Linked DNA regions of Mus musculus: region 1 is linked to region 2. A link is a contact called in public HiCAR-type data. All regions are on one chromosome and are shown on one strand. The core of a region is the stretch at or near the end of the contact, and the rest is flanking DNA. Distances in the headings are between cores, read along the strand shown.

What was found. HiCAR-type assays count read pairs that join an accessible place to other places.
Region 1: a HiCAR-type map of fibro-adipogenic progenitors shows a contact between it and region 2, with 4 times the contacts expected there. The contact joins two enhancer-like sites. A contact is called at or near these places in 1 of 484 Hi-C or Micro-C datasets (uterus) and 1 of 115 datasets of contacts at active chromatin or transcription factors (fibro-adipogenic progenitors).

Annotation. Positions count from the first base shown.
Region 1 is chr7:72,970,141-72,976,789 of GRCm38.p6, forward strand. No RefSeq gene overlaps it. Among named protein-coding and RNA genes, the nearest start is that of Gm6567, 130 kb to the right of the region's middle. Within about 2 kb of position 1,936, at least 15 of the 459 cell types and tissues checked have an H3K27ac peak or open chromatin away from gene starts, as enhancers often do. A contact at or near this core is called in fibro-adipogenic progenitors, where this site is marked.
Region 2 is chr7:72,439,804-72,447,033 of GRCm38.p6, forward strand. No RefSeq gene overlaps it. Among named protein-coding and RNA genes, the nearest start is that of Gm39035, 140 kb to the left of the region's middle. Within about 2 kb of position 2,413, at least 44 of the 459 cell types and tissues checked have an H3K27ac peak or open chromatin away from gene starts, as enhancers often do. A contact at or near this core is called in fibro-adipogenic progenitors, where this site is marked.

The DNA.
Region 1 (6,649 bases), core at 686-3,185, 530 kb after region 2:
GCTGGGTGTAGACCTCTCAGCTACTCTCCAGTGCCACGGCTGCCTGCATGCCCCCATGTTTCCCCCCACAATGACAATGAACTAAATCTCTAACCTGTAAGAAATCTCTTAAATAAATATTTCTATAAGAGTTGCCATGCTCATAGTGTCTCTTCACAGAAATAAGACCTTAACTACAACAGCAGCCGTTGACAAAGAGCAGGTAAGTGGGAAAGATAATTCAGAATTCATCAAAGTAGGCAAAGCTGTCAAGCTGCACTCGGTACAGAGAGCAGCAAAGTCAGGAGAGCTAGCGTTCTGCTTTCCTGGAGTCAGAGGTGCATCCAGGAGGGAGCTGCCTTCCTTCTGAGGGTGCCAAGCTCCAGGGCCTGGCAGCAGGCATTGTTTCTTCTAGTTCCTATTGATCCTCCCCTGGTTCAATTTCATCTCTTCCATATCTCCCCATTTCACCTTCCCGCTTTTGTGAATGATTTGGTTCATAAATTATTCAGTAAATAACCATGAATTATTCTATTTCATCAATTTTACAGCTGCTGAAGTTGATGGTTGAAAGTGTTTCTCTAGACACCTGCACGTACTCACCTGGAGCCCTGAGCACCAAACCCTACTTCACTATGGATCAGACATAGAAGCAGCCTTGAGAATCTGCTCAACTATGGCCAGTATACTTCAAGCAAGTAGTAAAAAAGGCCTTGTTAGATACTTAGTGTTTCCTCTAAAAGACAAGCACATACTAACTGTGAGACCCATAGTTAATTAGTTCTTTTTTGCCTCTGTTCCCTTTTATGTAATATAAGGCAGAAAACACTATCTAGCTCATGGGATCATTGGGGGACTGGATGAGACAATCACGGCAATTAATTTAGAATGCTATTTAGCCAATGGGAATGGCATTAAAATAAATATAAGTAAACACATTACTTGTATGGACAATCATATATGAGCAGAGAATAATGAATAATTTTAGGCGAAGATGAACACATTAACTTTTCATTGTAAAACAACATTTCAATGGTAGTTGACCTAGGTGTTTCTTCTAGAAGGCAAAGCACACTTTCTCTGGTGCTCTCAGCCTTATTAATGGTATTACCATCCATCCAGCTGAAACGACAAGTCATTACCAGCTCTTTCTCCACACTTACACCCTAGCTGTTACCTACTTCTACAATTCTACCCACTGATCAGACCCAGTCTAGTGGAAAGAGTAGACTGGGAAGGAGTAATTAATATGTAGGAGAAGGGACAAATAATTGAGAAACAACTATGACCAAGAGTGGAAACAGGGAAGTAGAGAGAGGATCAGTCAGTAGCTAGAAAAGTCTGGGCATATAGGAACATAGACAGCAAAACCAGCTGCAAAACAAGGGCTCAGAGGGAAGGTCAAGCCCTCCTGTTTATCCAGTGGTCACCAGGTACCACTCTGCTCTAACTCCCTTTAACACACTACTCCATTTGCCTCTTGTGTCTGCTGCAAGGGCCTGGTGGCTTGACTCTCACTTTGCAAATTAAGAAAGTGAAGCAGAAGAAGGTTTTGGCATCTTGCCCAAGGTCAGGACAACACTAGATTTTGAATCTTGGTCTTTCTGAATCTAAACTCTTAGCTTTCTATTTCAGTGTTCCAAAGAGAAAGCCAGCAGGTGTGGTCATAAAAATGATCAGGTTAATTCTACACCATCGGTCAGCACAGATTTAGTAAAAGCACCAGGTAGTAACTATCTTTTCAGGCCGTGTGAGCTCAGTCAGTCATGGTTACTTCCACTGGCTCTCTCGGCACAAAAGCAGCCATTAAAAAAAAAAAAGAGAAATGTCAGGAGTGAATGTGGCTGTATCCTAATTTAAAAAAAAAAAAAAACCTTGTTTATAAAAACAGAGGATGAGTCAGATTGAGCAACAGAAGGTAGGTTTGCCAAGCACTGTGCTAGACTGATTTCTTAATCAGACTTGTTTTTCTCAGACCGTACATATATCTGTACCTTCAGTCCAACTCTTAAACAACACCAAATAAAGAAGACAGGGCTGTCCAGTTGATACGCATTTGTTTGACATTTAACTAAGTCAGGCAGAGGGGAATTCATGCCAACACTTACTTTCTGCCCTCAATTCTTCTTGGTCCCCAAATGAACAAAAAGCAGAACAACAAATTTATGAGAGCATAAAACTTTTAGAACCTAGAAGATAATTCTCCCTTTGAAAATACAGTGCACTACAAGGTTGTGGAAGAGAATGAGCGGGATCAAAAGTTGCTTCAGTGGCCTTGTCAGGAGCTGGCTCTGTGACACCATAGGTGACTTCAACTTAGGGGTCATTGTTTCTGCTACAATTAGTGAAAGGAAAAGCTAGCCTAGATAACCGGCTTCCCTCTGGAGGCCCTGGCCCAGCCATATCTCCTTCAATTTACGGCCTATCTGTCCTGTGCAAACATTCCCACAGACAAATCAGGGCTTTTGACATGAGACCAACTTTTCAAGATGTAGACTGAAGCACAAAGTTTAGCCAGTGACTACCTTGTTCCTGCACCACCACTGGGTACCGTAGCTGTCCACAACAGTTAGTCTCGTTGCTATCAACAACTTGAGAGCTCTAAGAACCCTGCCGGTCACCGATCTCGTACCTCAGTCACAAACATGACTGTTGATAACTCAGATCTGGCCAGAGCTTTGACAACCCTCTGTGTTTTTACTTTCCTTTAATGGATGAGAGGCTGAGTTCCAGGAAAAAAGAGAAAGAGATTAACAATAGCCACTACACTGGATAGTTTTATTTCAGCTTGATGCAAGCCAAAGTCACCTGAGAGGAGGGAAGCTGAGTTGGGGAACTGCCTCCATAAAATTAGGCTGCAGACAAGCCTGCAGGGCATTTTCTTGACCAGTGATTGATGCAGGATGGCCCAGTCTATTATGGGTGGGGTCATTCTTGTGCTGTGTTCTATAAGAAAGCAATCTAAGCAAGCCATGATGATCAAGCCAGTAAGCAGCATCCCTCCACGGCCTCTGTATCAGCTCCTGCCTCCCTATTCTGCCATGTTTGAGTTACTGGCCTGATTTTCTTCAATGAAGAACATTGATATAGAAGTATGGGCCAAATAAACCCTTTTCTCCCCAAGTTGCCTTGGTCACAGTGTTTAATTACAGCAGTTGTACCCTAATGAAGAGAGCCACTCAGATAATATGATACTGAATTACTAGTGGAAGAGTGGTCTCCAAGATCCAGTTCTCACTGTACTGCCTCTGAATAGCAAAGCATTGTCTTTCAAATTCTATGTGTATGTTGTATATACTTGGAGAGTAATTTCTTTTCTTATATGAGTTCCATGAAACTTTCTTAAATGATTTTTTTCATACTAGAAAAAATAATTAATGCAGCTATCGTCATTATGTAGAGGAAAGGGGGACAAAGGAAGAGAGAGAGATAGAGACAGAGAGATTACTGCATCAAATCTCACTTCTGCCACTCTCTGGTGTATCTGGATTTATATTCTGATGGCAGCAATCTGCTGCTGAACACAGGGGACAGACAAATTCAAAAGCCAAGCCTGTGGTTTGCCTGTCCATTGCGTGTTTGGACTCCAGCTGGCAGCAATGATGAGGAAGATGGTAGAAACTTTAGTAACCAGCTGGAAGAAGTTGATTGGTGGTGAATGTGCCTTTGGGGGTTAAAGGCTGCTGGTCCCTCCCTCTTCTCTGCTTCCTGACTGCAGTGAGGTTAGCAGCTTCCTCTCCACTTGCTTCCATGCCATGAGATCCAACCTCACCAGGAGCCAGAATCAATGGAGGCAAGGGTTATAAAATAAAAGCTCTGAGATGAAAAGCCAAAATAAACCATTCCTCCTTTAAGTCGTCCCTGCCAAGTATCACGGCAGAGCCAGAAGACAAACAGCTAGTAGGCCTGGCCAGGTCTCCCCAGTTTGTCAATGTCCTCATAAACAAGGAAAGCCTAGGAAAGTATCACAGCTAAGGAGACTTTAAAACAGTATGACGGCTAAATACAATAGATTCTGCATAGGAGATTGGAGCAGACAGGGTATGGTAAATAAAAACAAAGGCTGACTGAATGCTCTGTAGACTACATTAGTAATAGTAGACTGGTCAAAGGTTGTTAGTTGTCTGGTATATCACACTAAATTTAAGTTAATATGACAAAGAAAGTTTGAATACAAGTAAGTAAAATTAAAACATTTCATGCAATACATACAGAAGGAAGCACATTGGAGTATTTGCCTCGGTCAGGGAATTCTCAACCTTCCTAATGCTGCGAACTTTTAATGCAATCTCATGTTGTGCTGCCCCCCCAACCATAAAATAATTTTTGTTGCTACTTCATAACTGTAATTTTGCTACTGTTATAAACTGTAATGTAAATATCTGTGTTTTCTAATGGTCTTAGACACCCTCTTTGAAAGTGTTGTTAGACAACCCCCCAAAGGGGTCGTGACCCACAGGTTGAGAACCACTGGTCTAAGCAAACGTAAGAGCTGTGAGTTCCAGAGACAAAGAAGAAAGAAGCAGAGCTAACTGATCTGGCAGGTATACTAAATATAGTGTCTTAGCCCTGAGACATCTTTAGAACTACAGCTTCTTTTTAAATTAGAAGAAAACTGAATTTTACAGGAGTTCACAAAGTTTTCATTTGTCTTTTCTTCACATGAGGAAAAGGAGAAGAAGTGTTTAGGGACTATAAACCTGCATTGTGAAGGGAGACGAAAGTGACTAAGACTCACAGAAGGACCCCAGTGTGTCCTCCTAGGCACATTAAAATAGGAGCACTCTGCTTGAACGTGCCAGAAACCAGGACAATAATGTGCCGAGGGCCGAGAATGACAAATTCAACACTCTGCACCCAAGAAAAGAAGTCAAACTCACCGACTGAGAGCTGACATATACCCAGCTGAAAAGAAGTCTTAAAGCAGCTAATGTTCTCCTGGAGGGAAAAAGAATGCAAGGAAGGAGTCCAGTCTCCCTGCACAGACAGCTTCACTACACAAAGCCAGCCTTGGAGGGAGGGAAAGATACTGCAGGTATTTAGCTGGTTTGAGCAGGACCCAAAAGTTGCCATTTTTTAGAGAGAATCCCTGAGCAGAGTCTAGAGGCTCAGAGATACAATCATAGCAATAAAGAGGCTAAGGCAGAAGGTCATGAGTTCAAACCACTCCTGAGCTACATAACAAGTTTATATCACTGTGATAAAGAGTGAGACCGTGTCCAAAAATATTTAAATAAAAAGAAAGCAAGGAAAAGATAGGGAAAGGGAGGGAAAGATGGAGGGAGAAGATTGAAATTTAGCCATGGTTGGAAGTATGCCACCGAAATATTTCAAAAGTGACAATGGGAACTTATAAAACTCTGTGGGATGCAACACTTGGAGTCTTCTGTGGCTCGTAACCACCCTCTTGGCAGCAAAGAGTCCAACACAAGCCAGATAAGGGGGATGCATGCAACAAAGATGGAAAATCCAGAGTCTCCATGAGATAGCCCTTCCAGCACACAGCTCTCCGTAGTTCTGGGAATCTTCTTGGGATAACCATTGGAATAAGTTATACTTACAGTCAAGCTGGGGAACCCCAAATTATCTCCATTCTCTAAGCTAGTTTCCATGATCAAAGGGAAAACAGCACTAATTGACTGCTTCAGGGGCCAAAGCTCACCAGCTGAGGACCCATCTCCTAAGGCAAGTTTGATGATAGAACTCTTCAAACGCTGAGGGTCCCCCAACTAACTCCTAATGAGGGGCCCTTTGCTCTGGTTGGAGTTAAACATCTGAGATTTCCTTTCATTGCCACAGCCCTAATTAGAGGGAAGACCTAGAAACACCACTGATGCCGTGTTGCTTTACATTCAAGAGCTCTGTAGAAGGACACCTTTGACCATGACATGCCTGGCCCACAAGCAGTTTCTGCTTCCCAGAGAAAACTCTTACATATATAAAAAGTTGCCGATTAATATGATTATCTGGCTCATGAGGATTAATTTTTAAATGTCTCTAAGGATACATAATTCTTAGCAAAATAGATTAGGGAAGAAAAATATTAAAGAAAAAAATCCTTCAATAAAATACCAAGAAAGAGCCACAGAGGGAAACCTGTCTGCCAAAATCAAAGCCACTGACTCTAATCTAAAGGCTACATTTATGTTCCAATAGAAATAAAATTAATATGCTAGGATTCACTATTATTCATAGTCTACTGGGTCTAGTCATTGTGAGAAAAAATGAGACAAGGAAGAGTTTCCTTAACCTAGAGGAAAGAAACCACAAGAGTAGAAAGGAATGGATGTCATGTGAGAGAATTTGAAATCCTTTTAATTCCAAAATATAAAGGAACAGATTTGGCAGCTCTCATAGTTTGGTTTCTATTGTTGCACCATGACTAAAAATGCAAGTAGGAGAGGCTTTTGCCTCAGGATCCACAGAAGCCATCTTGGTTCCGGGACTCCACAGAAACAATACAAGGACGGAAACCACGCCCCAGAAAAAGCAAGAAGGTAATCCCTCAACAAACCTAAAAGAAGACAGCCACAAGAACAGAATGCCAACTTTAACAACAAAAAATAACAGGAAGCAACAATTTCTTTTCCTTGATATCTCTTAATATCAATGGACTCAACTCCCCCAATAAAAAGACATAGACTAACAAACTGGCTACACAAAGAAGACC
Region 2 (7,230 bases), core at 1,163-3,662:
AGCCATTTGGTAGAAAATCAACACTGCTACAATCATCATTTCTCTGTCCTTTGGGTACAGGTCTTCTTTTCCTTTCCTTTTCCTTTATTTAAGCCAGAACTCTCTTGTGTGACCACCTTTTATAGAATCTTCCAGAATATCTATCAGGAAAAATAAGCAACAAAGGTGTGTCTCCTGAAAGGTGCCCTGTTTTCCACTGTAAAGCTGCACCTCAGAACTTTCCATTCTAAACTTAAATTATATAGAAATGTTTAAGTCACAGAGAAAGGGAAATCTGCGTTTTCAATCTTTGGAAGTGTGAAAAACATTACAAAATCAATGAAAGAGATTATGCTTTCCATATAGGGTCGTGTGAATTGTAAAATTTGGTTTCTTACACATGGCACTACATCTAGAAAAATATTTTTGCTTACATCTATTGTTGTCCATTGAAGTATAGATTTTCCCACTAACCTTGGTTTTCAATAGATTTCATTTGCTGTAGCACAGATTTAATAATAACCTGGAAACCTGGGCTAAACTGCAGAGTACTGTTTAATATCCTGGTTTAAGTAAGAGTAAACCATTCTGAATCATGGCCTTTGGAATTTTAGGTAAATATACAAAACACTTTAATGAGCACCAAGAGAAATTTTATAAATGAACTGAACTGCGTCTGGCTTTGCATAATCAACCTTATTATTCAGCTAATATCATCGAACTGTCATTGGTAACACACGTCTATAATTTTGATCAGTTTCTTACATACAGTTACTCCTCTGTACTTACTTACAGGGAGTTGTTTCTTGGGGCTGAGCAGATACTTAGATCTGCAAACACTCAAGGTCCTTGTATTAAATGGTGTAGTATTTACACAGCACCAGTGAATATCTACCTGTACATGTCCTATCATCTTTTGGTGGTCTACAATGCCCAGTGAGATATAAATGCTACTGGACTGTAGAGTTTAGAGAAGAATGACAAGAAAAATGACTATGCATATTCATTTCAACTCTTTTTCTGACAGTTCTTTACCGAAAGGTAGTTGATTCTGTGGATGTTGATTCTGTGAATATGAAGGACAGCTATACATCATTTGATTTGATAGATACGTTATCAAAACCTAGTTATCTGCCCCAAGTATGTCCTATGGCCTGGCTTTACCATTGAATCAGTCATTTCCCAGAGCAGCTAAAAACTAAACAGCTTGAGAAGTTTCCTAATCCTTCCTGATTCTCTATTCTCCTGCCTGTTGGTTATGTTTTTAATATTGTATGACCCACAAGGTTAAAAGTTTTAATGAAATGGAAACAAACCAGAAGGAATCCATGGCTATGCTATCCATAACTATGTTATTTATGAATGTGCCTTCCAATGTCCCCAAGACCATGGGTCATATGAGTTTCTGGGTAAGCTCCTTAGAGGAGGCTAACATTTGCAAACCTTAGAACTTGGCTCTCACTCCATTAGATACTGAAATGTCTGGTGTGCTCCCCAATTCCTTAGATGGTACAAGCACAAGCTCAGTGCCATTGCTCTGGGCTTTGAGTCCTAGATATTTGCAAATTCGCAATCTTGTAACTGTTGTGTGATTGTTGCAGTCCTATAACTGGCTCCCTTACTCCTCCTCCTCCTCTTCCTCTTTGCTTCTGATAGGCTTTCGTTTGCACTTCTAAGCAGGTATACACTTGAATTAGCCTGGTCATTGGGAAAGAATATCTGCCAGACACACACTATATGATTCAAATGCTGTTATTGTTGAAGACATACATTTTTTCATCTTCAGCGAGTTTGACAGTCAACTCCAAACACATTTTTATTAATTGCAGTGTTTCAAAAAATATTCCAGATACTTTGAGAGCATGGAAATAACCGTTTTATGAAGGTTCCTCTTTTCTCTCTCAATAAAGTCTCCAAGGACAAGGCTACTCTTGCCTGGGAGTTTCAGTCTACAGAGCCTGCCTGATGCCCTCTCCTCAACCCACTCTGGTGTTGATCCTTCTTTGAAGCAACTATTATTGGCTTCCAATAGAGGCCTACAGATATGAAATCCCAAGGCTAGAATGTTTTTTCAAGGGAAATTTACAATTTTCCCTATAGACTAAACTTCATTCTGCCTTTGATATCAAGAGTTAGATCTTTCATTTTAGCTTCTACCTAGAGATTTTTATTGATTTGACACCACATGTAATTTGATATTTGCATGGGCTCAAGGTATGATTTATATATCTGGTATCCACATATGTTACACAGACAACAAAGGCACCAAAGCTGGATGTTTTCCAACTCTGGGACATTTGGGAAGGCACCGACTTCTCAGGGCCTCCCCTCCCTCATCTGTGATCCGGGCTCTCCTGGCCCCACAACACAGCTGTGAGAGCCAAATGAGCGAATAAGCATGAGTCACACATAGTGCAGCACAATGCCTGGCAGAGCATCCACTTCACAAATCAAATGGTAATTTATAAGACCTTAGGGAAATGTCCATGTGTCCATTGTCTGAATCATACTAACCACTTTAAATAACATTTTCTAATCTAACTAAAAGTGAGTAAGAAAAGCTTGACAAAATACGTTGCTCCGGAACTTTTCTTCTTCATTCTGGGAATTCATACAATTATGAAGAACTAATGATGAATAAGGACAGGTCACTCAAGATGCCTTTCCCCTTCCCTACTCCCCCCTCCCCATTCTTGAGATGAAACATCAAACCTTGGAGAGAGGATATAGTTCCATGACACATACAGAACTGCAGAGAGTAGAGAGGCCCTGCCTTTGAGTACCTGGCAATGTCTGTGGTCTAAATAAACCATCCTGCCTGACTTCAGGTTACCTCTGTGGTGTCACCCAACACATGGCTGGGGAGAGATACTAAGTGGTTATTGAGAGCTGGTGGGTGTGCATTCCAACACAACCGTGGCTCTTTCAGCATTATGCAACTGCGTAAGCTTTACTTTCTTGCGGCCTTACTTACAAGTAGAAAGCTTTTTCTATGTTAAAGGAATTCCTCCTCCTAAGAAAAGCAGCTGACCCAGCCCCAGCCCCAGTCACCCAGTGGTTGCCAAAGAAGACATCAGACCCTGGCATGGTCAGGACTTAGGATGCCACCATCTGACATTAAATAAAGACTGCTCTATCTGTACAAGTTTGTTTAAATTCTCCTTTTTGTCTCTTCCTACAAACTTAATTGTTATATATTCTTACAGTACAAAGTTAATCTCTAAAGCTTTATTTTCTTGCAGCGACATTAGGGAAATTTTGGTTAACACAGGAAAGGAAAAACTAGGTGTGAGGGTTAACCTGGCAGCACCACTAATTATCAGTCTATTTGAACATCTTCCACTGAAGGTATGTAGCTGCCTATACAGTTGTATGTGGTGGCCCTGTTACAGTTATCTGTTTGTCTTCATCACAAGACTCGTGCACAGCTCACGTCTACAACTCTGCAACAGGTTCTGTTCCAGTCTGGCTCATGTCTTCAATCTTTTGTAAAATACTTTGGTTCTCTTTTGAATTTCACATCATACACCCCAATCCCACTCATCTCCCCTCCCCTTGTATGTGCCCTCCACACTTTCAACATCTGCACTAACAGAGGGGGAAAAAAATCTCACCGTGGAAGCTGTAGTATGTCACACTATGTCCCATGCATATGATTTTGTCCACACTTCTGTCCACACTTCTTTGCTTTGTTCATGGAGTGAGTCATCTGCCTTCTGCTACTCCATCAGTAGTGGAACTTCCCTGGGACTCCTCTTGGAGAGCCTATTGTTGCCCTGTGTCATGGAGATCCTGTAGTTTGCTATCTAAAACACAGGCTCCTTCAAGCACTCCTACACAGCAGAGCAGGCCCTGGTTGTGGGCACTGAGGGTGATCATGCCCTGAGGGCATAAGTGTGGGAGAGTCAGCCCTGCCTCTTTTCTACTATGTGGTGGCATTGGCAGGGGAGAGATCCCCTCCCTTCACTTTTGCCTACCCCATTAGGGGTGGGTGGGAAAGTTGGCCCCAAGGTGGGGTCTCAAGAGCAGGAGCTGTTCCTGCCCCTCGCTTATTGTAGCATTCTGGAGATTGGGCCCTGCATTTCTCCTGGGCAGCACAGTAGAGCTAATCCTGAATGTATGAGTTTCAGTTGAGCCTGCCCAAATTCTTGTCTGCTGGGTGGTGGTGTGGATGAGGGAGAGATAGCCTCCAGCCATCCCTATCCTTCTCTATCTAAGGCAAGTAGAAGAGCTGGCCCCAGGGTCATGAGAGTGGGAGAACTGGCCATGTCCCTCACTGGCTGCAACACTTGGGAGAGCAAACCCTATACTTTGCCTGGCATGGTAGAGCTGGCCCTGATCGCAGGAGTTGCTGGTGAGCTGGCTCTGAAGGTGAGAGGGCAGGAGAACCAGAGGCTGACCAGCTCATATATCACTCAGGGCCAGATCCAGGGCTCTGAACTGGCCCAACACAACATCTACTCCACTGATGCACTTCATCTATCTTAGTTTGACCTGCTAGTGCTCTGATGTCCCTGGTTTTCCTCATGGATTGTGAAAGCAAGACTGTAAATGAATCACAGGAGGCAAGCAGAGGCATTATACAGTTAAGTTCAGGAACAATGCACAAAGCTTGTTAGCTGTCTTAGAATACAGTCTAAGAGGTGATAGTGAAGAAACCCTGGGGTACCTCCAGTCCTGTCACCAGCTGTCTTAGTTAGGGTTTTACTGCTGTGAACACCCACCATGACCAAGACAATTCTTATAAGGACAACATTTATTTGGGACTGGCTTACAGGTTCAGAGGTCAGCCCATTATCATCTAGGTAAGAACATGGCAGCATCCAGGCAGACACAGTGCAGGAGAAGCTGAAAGTTCTACATCTTCATTGAAGGTTGCCAGCAGACTACTGACTTCCAGGCAGCTAGGATGAAAGTCCACACCTACCGTGACAAACCAACTCCAATAGGACCACACCTTCTAATAGTGCCACTCCCTGGGCAGAGCACATACAAACCATCACACCAGCCCAAGACACTCAGTTACAATGTCCATGATCTGAAGGAGAAAAAAGAAAAAAAAATCAGAGTTTCTACATGAAGCTGAATTACCCTTGAAAGACCTGACCAGTTTCTTGGCTTCCCCAGCTGAGTCATGGCTTCCTGAGTTGCCAGGGGGCCGAATGAAGACTGTGGGTGGTTCTGTACAGGCCAAAAGCACAGTGCTAATCCCAGCTTCTTGAGCTTTTATGAAAGAGAGAGCCCACTTGATTGATGGTGTTATTTTGACCTTTCTGAGGCCTAACTGACTTTGAGAAGAAGGGAAAACAGATTCTTGGAATGGTGCTGAGCACTTGCAAACCCACAGGAGGTGTCAGAGGGCAGAGTGCCATGTACCCAGTCTCCTAGGGTAGACCTCAGGAGAAGGTTTAGATGCCAGGCTTGGGTTCCTGGCATCAGGCTGGGACAGGCTCTGCACAGGGTACCCAGCTAAGTGTGGTCTATGACAGTGAGCAGGAACTGGAATACTCTCCCTCCTGTCTTCCTTTCTCCCCTCCTATCCAAACACGTATTGGCACGTGCTCTTCACTTCATCCATGGATGAGAAACAACATAAAAACAGAGATGCCCGCTCAGGAGAGCACGAATTCTTTGTTTTTTATTTATTTGTTTTATTATATTTTGGTTTTTTGTTTGTTTGTTTGTTTTCCTGTCAGAAATAACTGGTAAATTGGTCACCGTAATTTTGCTAACAGAAAATGCATGTTTTTCAAACAATGCCAGGCTATGGAGACTATGAAGCCTGCATAAAAGAGTATGATATTAAAGAAGTTACTGGTTGTAAGTAACAGAACGACTCCAAAGCAGCTGATGGTACAGGATGAAGGCAGAGGAATTCCATCATAAAAGAAGGTTAGTAGAGGCCATTTTTGTTGAACCCAAGAGCAGAGAAGCTGCTGGGCCTGACAACTGTAGCTGGGATTCATTGGGAGAAGCCCAACCCTAACAGCATTGTGCTTCTTCCTACATGTCTAGCCAAGTCTTGCTAGCTATAAACAGGGTATCTGTATAAAGGTAGAGAGAGTAAGAAACGGGTACTCAGGAGGGTCTAGAGTTTACATCTTCAAGTATGCATATAAAAAGATCTTTTTCTAGCTGGATCTAAAACATTACCAATGGAGATGGGGGTGTCAATCTGCAATAACATTGATCAAAAATTACGCAAGAGGTATGGCAACCTGGAAGGAGTTATGACTTAACCAGCTTATGCATTTTCAGACTGAAGATCTAGAGTTCTTTTTGTACTTTCCATTTATGGCAAAAAAAAAGAAAAAGAAAGAAAGAAAGAAAGAAAGAAAGAAAGGAAGGAAGGAAGGAAGGAAGGAAGGAAGAAAGAAAGAAAGAAAGAAAGAAAGAAAGAAAGAAAGAAAGAAGGAAGGATCAGAAAGTCCCAGAATGGAAGATCAGGCAAATGTGAGTATTGGGACTTGTTTTGCTCATATGTCCTTAAAAAGTATTTGAACAAATAGACTATGGAATGAAAATAAGGAAAAGAATCTCCAGAGTGGAGAGCATTGGGAATCCCAATGGTCTAGTGTAGTTTTCACAGGAATAAGCTCTCTCCATCCCCTGACTCAAATAAAAAGTATAAGTTTGGAGAACTTGACAAATTAACAACAAAACAACCCCCCCAAAGATACAGATGTTTGTAATAAATGTAAGCTCCACCCTGATGGAAGAGGTTCTGGGATGCCATTCATCCTGCTTAGAACTGCTAGATTGAAGGAAGGGGTTGGGTGGGGACAGAATAGAGAAACAGCAGCCAGCATCTTTTATCCATTGAGAGATATGCAAAGCAGAAACCATACAAGCTGGGGAGCCTTCCATGATGCAGTGACAATTCCTGAGGCTGAAAGGGGAAAAGTTCATTGTGTTGCCTGAGTGTCACTTCAGGCAACACAGGCAGGGGACTCATGAGCTGAAGGCCATGTGGAACTGCAGAGCTAGACGCTACCTCAAAATAGAAATTAAAAAAATGCATAAGAACACAAGAGCCAAAAGACAATCACAGGAAAGGATGAGGACTGATCGAGAGCTCTTTGGAAAATGCACACACATCATACGTAGTGAATACTTAATAAATATCTGTTACTTGTGTGCTCTCATGGACTAAACTGTTAAGCACTTAAGAGTGCATGAAGGTGTTAGCACATTGTATTTGTGTGGCAACCTTATGAGGATTTATTACGATCTGTGTTGCAGAGAAGTAAA